3 separate regions of the Zea mays genome follow, and all the other regions are linked to region 2. Evidence: chromatin contacts called from public Hi-C data. All regions are on one chromosome and are shown on one strand. The core of a region is the stretch at or near the end of the contact, and the rest is flanking DNA. Distances in the headings are between cores, read along the strand shown.

Region 1 (2,700 bases), core at 201-2,700, 260 kb after region 2:
CTAAAATCCCCCCCCCCCCACCTATCTCTCCTATATGAACTACCACATATATTTAATTGTTTTTTTTCCAACAGTTGGGGTGTGCCTGCTACATCACCTGGCATTGGCATTTTATCAAACACCACGCCTGCACACCGCGGCTAGCAAGCCGGTGCTCGCCTTCGATGTGTACTGCTCATCTTCTCCAGTGCGCGTGCCGTGCAGACGCTCGCTGGGCGTAGAGAGCAGCTCACCGCACTCGCTGCGGAGGCCGACCGCCGAGCTCAGCTAGCTCCTTATATGCGGTTGATACAGTGCTCTCCCTCCCTATATGCGGTTTGAGGACGTTTCTACGCATCTGTTAGAGAGAGAGAGCCCAGTGCCGAGTTGGTGTCGGTGCTGCATGTCCCTTCCTGACGTTTGCTGGAGCCCGGAAGTCATGTATGAAAAAATTAAAATTGGCATGTGAAGCCAGTAAAAGGTGAAAACTCCTTAACATGAAACTATACAACCATTTACGACTATCTCTATAATGTATTCATTTTTATATCTATATCTAAACTCTATTATAAAAAACAGTATTTTAGGTGATTATACGGATAAACTGAAGCACGGTATAAGAGCCACGGGCACATTGACGATGATAACGGTTCCCAGATATTACCGTATCTACTGTTGCTTATGTTTTGCTTTGCCAAGATAGATCCCGATACCGTACCCGCACGGGTAATTTTACCTGTTGGATAAACCATACCCATTAGAAAAGTCTTAAATTCCAATATATCAATCACTCAAAATATTAAATAAACATAAAAAATAAGTTTAACTTTACATATAACAAATGATATGATTACATAACTTGTTAGCTAGATAAATAATAGCTAGAGAAATGTTTTATTTTAGCTAAGATGAATTCTATTAGATGGTTATAATGGTATTGATACGAGTATATTGTACATATAGGTAGACGGGTATGTGTAGTACCAACCCATATCCGTCTATCAATGGGTAGATGTTCTTATTTATTAAAATATCCACGAGTAAAAAAACATTCCGTGTCCGCTTTTATATCGAATAAAACCAACCGAGTAGTCAGATTTTAGATACCCATTATTATTCCCAAGAGAGACCCCGATAAATTAGGCTGGACAAACTAGAAAGCACGGGCGAGCCACAGAAGAAAACGCATGCCAGTTGCCTGTTGGCTGTTGGCCTGTTGCGGGCTTGCGGAGATACCCCGGCCTGCTAAGCAAAAATAAAAGCAATGGGGGTATCACTTCCGAGTTCCGGCCCCGTTCTCTACTCTCCTCCCTTCAAGAAATCAGACAGAGTCCACCAGACAGACAGACAGACACGCGATTAGAATGCCGTCCGCGCACCAGTGCCCCACGTGTCAGCCTCCGGTCCCCGCCACGTCGGACCACCCGCACCGCCGAAGGGACGGAATCCTCGCGAACCTTCACTCCCTCTCTCGCGCCATCCTGCGCTCTCCGGCATTGGGTTGGCCCCTCTATTCCGCGCCTCCTTTAAACACCTCCCCGCCTGGCAAGCCGTTCAGCGCAACAACCACCAGCGCACAAGCACAACGACAGCGACCAAGAACAAGAAGCCGTGACCGTGAGAGGTCCGAGTGCCAGCCGCGTTTCCTATACACGGGCAGAGGGCGGTGACCGAGGAACAGAGGAGGCGGAGGAAGAGGAGAATTAGAAGGATGTACTTCCGTCCGCCGCCGAAGGGCCCGGAGTGGTACGCCGGCGATGCGGAGACGGGGCAGGCAGCGCGGCCGCTGTACCCGATGATGCTGGAGGACCCGCGCCTGCGCTGGGCCTTCATCCGGAAGGTCTACAGCATCCTCTCCATCCAGATGCTGCTCACCGTCGCCGTCGCCGCCGTCGTCGTGTACGTCCGCCCCGTCGCGCTCTTCTTCGTCTCCACGGCCGCGGGCTTCGGGCTCTACATCTTCCTCATCATCCTCCCGTTCATAGGTACGCACGACTCTGGCTCGATTCGCTTCGGTTTCGGCTTTGCTCTGATTGATGGAAACGAACGAAGCTGACTCGTTGCTCCCGTGCGTTCGCACGTACGTCCTGCAGTGCTGTGCCCCCTGTACTACTACTACCAGCGCCACCCGGTGAACCTGCTGCTGCTCGGCCTCTTCACGGTCGCCATCAGCTTCGCCGTCGGCCTCACCTGCGCCTTCACCAAAGGCGAGGTGATCCTCGAGTCGGCGGTCCTCACGGCGGTGGTGGTGCTGAGCCTCACGGCGTACACCTTCTGGGCGGCGAAGCGCGGCCACGACTTCAACTTCCTGGGCCCGTTCCTGTTCGCCGCCGTCATGATCCTCATGTTGTTCGCGCTCATCCAGCTCTTCTTCCCGCTCGGCCGCATCTCGCTCATGATCTACGGGGGGCTGGCGGCGCTCGTCTTCTGCGGCTACATCATCTACGACACCGACAACCTCATCAAGCGCTACTCCTACGACGAGTACGTCTGGGCCGCCGTCGCGCTCTACCTCGACGTCATCAACCTCTTCCTCTCCCTCGTCACGCTCTTCCGGGCGGCGGATTCGTGAGCACGGCTACGAGGTACCTGACAGCTGCCTATGGCGCAGCCAGAGGGTGTTGGAATGTGCCTTGCCCTACCTCACTTGATATCTGCTGGAATATTACTCTGTAGAGCAGAGCTGGTTTGGTGACCAGGGAGGCAGCCAGGGTGATCCCT
Region 2 (2,766 bases), core at 222-2,721:
TAATACTTTTTTTTTATCTCGAATAGCTCCCTCAATTAACTGTCATATCTGTTAATAGGTGGCGAAGAGCTAAGCAAAATCTGAGAGTGACAATCTAAGCTTGTCTAACTTGCAATTTCACGATGGCCCCTTTGCTTAAGATCATCTTCCAATAGATTACTGTTCAACTAGTTATATTTACTAGTGTAGAGTGTATGTCGTCTGTTAGCTCATTTTTAAAATAAAGAAAAAAAGAACGAAGGGATTATAAATTAAACCTTTTTGCAGATTTTGTTATATTTGGCTCAGTTATCATCGTTATACTTTCTCTGTTATGTCGTTCTTACTTCTCGATTAGTCAAACCTTTAAACTTTGTCTAAATATATACAAAAAATATATTAATATTTAGAGCTATTGTTGTGAACCTTTAGAAGACCATTTAAATAAATCATTTTATTTATTATTTAGATCAAAAGCATTTTGTAAACTATTTAAAAAATATGTTATCAACTATAGCTCCACCGCGAGCATTCAGTTGCTGCGCCGTCCATTAGCTGGATCGGAGATCTAACTGTACTACTACTACCTTGACAAAGTAAACTGGGTACTCAATTAATTATGGGGAGTTGGGCATGAGCAAGAACGGGTGGGATAAACATGCGGATAAGCAACGTATGGGTGTGGATATGGGCATGCACGGGTGTGATATGCCAAAGAATTCTTCTCGAGCAACGACATCGCACGATCGGGACCTTGTTTGTTGTGTTGATACTCGATAGCACACCGATAGGACGCATGTGATCATTAGGTGAGGGTGAACCGGTGAACACCCCCCCCCCCCCCCCCCCCCTCGCTGACACATTAAGCATTCTATAGATCTTTTGCTCTGTTCGTTGGAGCGTTGCTGTTGCAAAGTAGCAACTGAAACTCTTCAGGGCCTCTCATCCAGATGCTCGGTTAATAATAATCAGCTATATAAATATACCAGTATTCCTGCGGTTGCTGGCATTTTCATATCCATGATTTTTCCCCCGCTATAGACACGCCTTGTTCCAAAGAAAATGGAGTGATCATTCCACGGCCTTATCTTTCGCAGACGCGATTATTAATGCCTTGACAACGAAAGAAATGTGTGTGCGCGCTGCCGCGCTGCGTGTATAAGATAAGATGGGATTTTAGTGCCGTTGCAGTGTGCAGTCAGAACAGAATGCCCAGAAGGAACAAGGGAAGGGAGGAAGAGCCCAGACGGATTCCCTCCACGGGCCAGGAGCAGCCAAACAGGCCCATCTCGGGAGGCTCAGCGACAGCTACAGCGACAGGCCGAGGGCTCCCATCCTCGCGCTCGCGCTTTCCTCCGCGCGCCTCGCCAGTCGTTTTTTCATTATTGTGGGCCTCGAATTTCATCTTCGCTCGCCCAATTTTTTAGCCACTTAACCCCTCCATGTATCTATATATTCCCACGTCCCCACCTTTCCCGTCCCGCTGCAGTCCCACTGCCGTCCCACTCCCACCTTCTTGGAGACACCGCCAGGCGCCATCTTCCGGCCGCTGCCCGCCTGCCCCCTCCCCCCCCCCCCCCCCCCCGGGAGGTGAGGCCTGCTCTCGTCGCAGTTCGTTGCTCGCGTTCGGATTGTTTCAGCTCAGTATCTGGTGATGCGATCTGGACATATGGTTCCCGTACGCAGGCTGCTTGTTCGGGCTAGTATTCATGAGCCAGGGGATCTTCAGTTTTATTTCTTTGGCGAACTTTTTCGAAAGGGGAATACAGTTTAGTTTTCTTTTCTTTTCTTCGATACTGATTCGTCGTCTTCTTCTTCTTCCCATGGACCATGACTTCCGTATTTACTTTACGAGATATAAACGCGCAGATTTTTAGTCTCACGCCGGTAGTCAAACGAGTGTTAACTGACATCAGGTATTCTGGGGGGGAATGTGTTGGTCGGTTCATTCAGCAAGGGTTGCCATTGCTCATACTTCTACCTTATGACACGATGCGTGAGAAAGAGTACTCATTTCGCTCGGTTTTAATCTTCGGACGCATCCCTCATATGTTGCCACCAAACCCGGGAGATCAGCAGAATGCTTGTTGTAACCGAGCATAATTTAAGCATGCAAGATCTGCGGCGCTCCTAGTTCTTCTTCGCGAATAATTAGACCATGCTCTGTTCGCAGGTCGAACTGCCTTCTAGAGCCCTCTCCTGTTTTCAGGCGAATGTGCAGGTAGCTTGACGTCTGATGAACGCTCAGCCATGCTGCTGATGCTACACGAAACTCTTCCTTTCGTGAGGCCGACGAGTTCTTGCCGGGACCCAAAACTCTCCGAGAAGAGTGCCTCTGCTTTCCACGGTAAATTGGGATGCAGTGCGGTCTGCAGTTCAGCGGAAGGCTATCGTGTACAGAAGCCGCACATTGTTCACAGCTACAAAGTTAGCTTCACTAGGACCAGCCATCATCTGTGTAAAAGCTTAAACGAGAGAACTACAAGGCACTGCCTGGTATTCCTTGCCCTCCATTTTTGCGATTTTGGTCACTGTTTTTTTCTCCCACTCTCAAAAAGCATTTTGCTGTATGCAGCATCGGTTCCATGTTAATGCTTCGCCCGATGACGACGACTTCCGCTCATCGCGTAACATAGCGATCAGTTTGTTCAAGCGGTACAAGAATGTCATTGACCGAGGAGGTGGAGAAAACCTAAATGTATTGATTCTTGTTGAATCTTCACCATACTTGTTGCCAGAAGTTTTTTGTGTTAGCTAATTAGGAATTACTGTGTGTGAGAATGTAAT
Region 3 (2,700 bases), core at 30-2,529, 320 kb after region 2:
CCAGAATTATGGTAGGTCCTCCAAAATCTCAAACTAGTAGAATTCACCTTTGAGTGTAGATCGGAATTGGAAAAAAGGCCACTAGTATATACAGCTGTACAGAGCATGGAGCTTTGTTAGACAGAAAAACAATTCAGATATGTAAGAACAATGTCTAATGAATAGAACCACCAGATGCTTTGACACTGGAACAAGGTGAAGTACTAAAGCAAATATTTAAGCACATCAGAATGTCATGCCAGCGTGGTTAAATAGCTGGGCGTGTAATTTTTACTTTCTTTCTCTCTTTTCCTTTATCCTTTTTCATAATGTCTGTAAATAAAATTTTTGCTCTTTAATCTATCCAGTAGAGGAGCCCTCACCCCCTCCTGTTACCATCAAAAAAAAATCAAGCACAATACAAAGAAGTACGAAACAATAGCATAACCATGATGCAACACTGTGCTGTCCATTCCATACATGTCATACATACACCATAATTAGGACCACAATTTCTTGTTCCTAGTATTATAAATTTCTCCAGAGCTATGGTATATTCATCAAAAGAGAAAAGAAAACAACAATCACAACCCAGCAGGAAAAGTATCGCCTTTTCCAACTGCTCATTTATGCAATCAGATATGAAACACAACATAGTTATGCTACTGATAACCTGCGAATAGAGACTATACCACCACTGTTCGGTAATGTCTGCAGTAGGCGCGCTTGGTTTTGGCATTCTACCGAACACATGGCACCCGACCCCAACCAAAAGAACAAACAAACCAACCAGCTATCATACGCAACGCCCAAGGATCCAACCGCTCAAGGCAGTACGAACCATTTCGGCATGAGACCGCGTGGGGCGACGAGAGCGCCCTCTGCCGCAACAGGACGGCAACCGCCATTATATCTGATCTTCCTTTTCCCCTATCTCTATGTCACTCACTTCCCTCCGCGACGCAGCACGGTTCAGACTCGACGACAGCGAGGCGCCCGGGCAAACGACAGGGTTCGGCCGTTCGGGGAGACGGAAACAGCCGAACAATGCGCCTGTGGGGTAGGTGTGGAGGACGCAGCGGCCGATACTTTCGCCGGAAAGCGAGGCAGCGGAGGAAGCGGAGAAGAAACTATGCGTGGCCCCCAAGCCCGGAATATTCCTTACGAACCATCGGACCCAAAGGGCCATGTTTTGGGCTTGGGCCAAAGGCCCATGTACGGGCCCACGCTATCTAGCACGAGTCCAAGTCCACTTGCAGGCCCGGACGCCGCCTCCGCTCTCGTCTTCCTCTTTCTTCTAGTTTCGTCTAGTCTTCAAGGAAGACCGGAACCGAGGCGCCCTGGCCGAGAACTGGAGCCACCGGACGCACGGCTGCTGCCGAAATCCACGGGAGAATGTTTGGAATCCTTCAACTCGGCAGCTAACGCAGTTTATTTCTTCTTTGCTGTTTGCCTGACACGAGGGGTCGCTTTGCTGTTGTTGCCGGGTGTGTGCAGGACGATGGTCGAGGCCGAGGCTGGTAGGGCGGCGATCCGGCGCGCCCTGCGGTCGCTGAAACGGAGGCATCTCGCCGAGGAAGGGGCGCACAGCCCGGCCATCGAGGCGCTAACCCGTCCCTTCGCCGCCCACGTGAGGCCAATCTCTTATTCTCCTCTCCCTACTTTTCCCAATCTTGCACTTTACTCCTCCCCTGTTTGATCGTACTTTGAAGTCTGCAAACGAATGTGTGTCACTGATCATATTACTTAGCCTACTGATTTCAACTGTTTGTATCGCCAGGATATCCCGAATTTTTTTCGAGAATTTTGGACGGTAATTTGGGTGTTTAGTGAAGGAGAGGTTGTTTTGTTAACTCCTTGTAGGCTTTGGAGTGGAAGGAGAAGGCTGAGAAGCATGAGTTAGAGCTGCAGCAATGCTACAAGGCGCAATCCCGGCTCTCTGAGCAGCTTGTGACTGAGATAGAAGAAGGTAAAGTATCAAAAGCACTGCTCAAAGAGAAGGAAGCGATGGTTACAAGTTTGCAGGCTGAACTTGAGAAGACAAGGTATTAAATGTGATTTATTTTTGCTAATCTTGGTCACAGTTGTGGACAACATGGTACTTAGCACTTGTGCAAAACTTCTTCAGCGAAGAGAATGTACAACTAAAGCAGTCGCTTGACGAAAAAATAAAAGCCTTAGATCTTCTCATTCAAGAGCATCAGACAGTGAAATCCGAGCTTGAACAAGCATTGACGAAACTAAAAGCTGCAGAGGATGAGAACCAAAATCTGGTTGATCGATGGATGCTAGAGAAGATGAAGGATGCCGAGAGGCTCAATGAGGTACCTTATTTTCCTTCTATTGCTAAAAATGCAGGTTTGCAATATGTGATATCTGAAATAAGGGACTTTCCAAGCATTATGCTTGTGGCTTGCCTACTGAGCCTGGTAGACAAATTAACTTTACCTATTGCCAATGTATATTCCTTTATCATAATTCATAATTGCAATTATACTCTAATAACCAATGGAGAATTTTAGATACATCAAAACATGGATGCTTATCATACCATAATGATACAAACAACAGTACGGGCTCTTTTGAAACAAAGGAAAATTTCCTGAATCCTGCGTTTTTCCTGTGTTTTTGAACTAATTCCTGTGAAATTCCTATATCATTCATATAAAATTCCTGCGTTCCAAAGGAGAATATTTCTCTTGGTAGAATTTTGTTAATTTA

Evidence for each region. A called contact is a pair of places that touch in the nucleus more often than the background predicts.
Region 1: a Hi-C map of leaf shows a contact between it and region 2, with 7 times the contacts expected there. The contact joins the promoter of LOC103643997 here to the promoter of LOC100277758 in region 2. A contact is called at or near these places in 7 of 25 Hi-C or Micro-C datasets (bundle sheath, ear, leaf and 3 more) and 2 of 3 datasets of contacts at active chromatin or transcription factors (leaf and seedling).
Region 3: a contact with region 2 is called in a Hi-C map of endosperm, with 2.3 times the contacts expected there. The contact joins the promoter of LOC100282904 here to the promoter of LOC100277758 in region 2. A contact is called at or near these places in 9 of 25 Hi-C or Micro-C datasets (bundle sheath, ear, endosperm and 4 more).

Annotation. Positions count from the first base shown.
Region 1 is chr1:282,284,078-282,286,777 of Zm-B73-REFERENCE-NAM-5.0, forward strand. It overlaps LOC103643997 (protein LIFEGUARD 2), which reads left to right and starts at 1,451. Exons shown (of 2, transcript XM_008667181.4): 1 at 1,451-1,964; 2 at 2,073-2,700. The coding sequence starts at 1,691. The coding sequence ends at 2,551.
Region 2 is chr1:282,022,925-282,025,690 of Zm-B73-REFERENCE-NAM-5.0, forward strand. It overlaps LOC100277758, which reads left to right and starts at 1,472. Exons shown (of 7, transcript NM_001412145.1): 1 at 1,472-1,569; 2 at 2,153-2,475; 3 at 2,555-2,677. The coding sequence starts at 2,230.
Region 3 is chr1:282,345,665-282,348,364 of Zm-B73-REFERENCE-NAM-5.0, forward strand. It overlaps LOC100282904, which reads left to right and starts at 1,280. Exons shown (of 4, transcript NM_001371887.1): 1 at 1,280-1,609; 2 at 1,843-2,024; 3 at 2,108-2,303. The coding sequence starts at 1,481. LOC100273495 (ATP-dependent RNA helicase SUV3, mitochondrial) reads right to left here and starts at 1,137. Exons shown (of 17, transcript XM_008667183.4): 1 at 821-1,137; 2 at 1-94. The coding sequence starts at 887.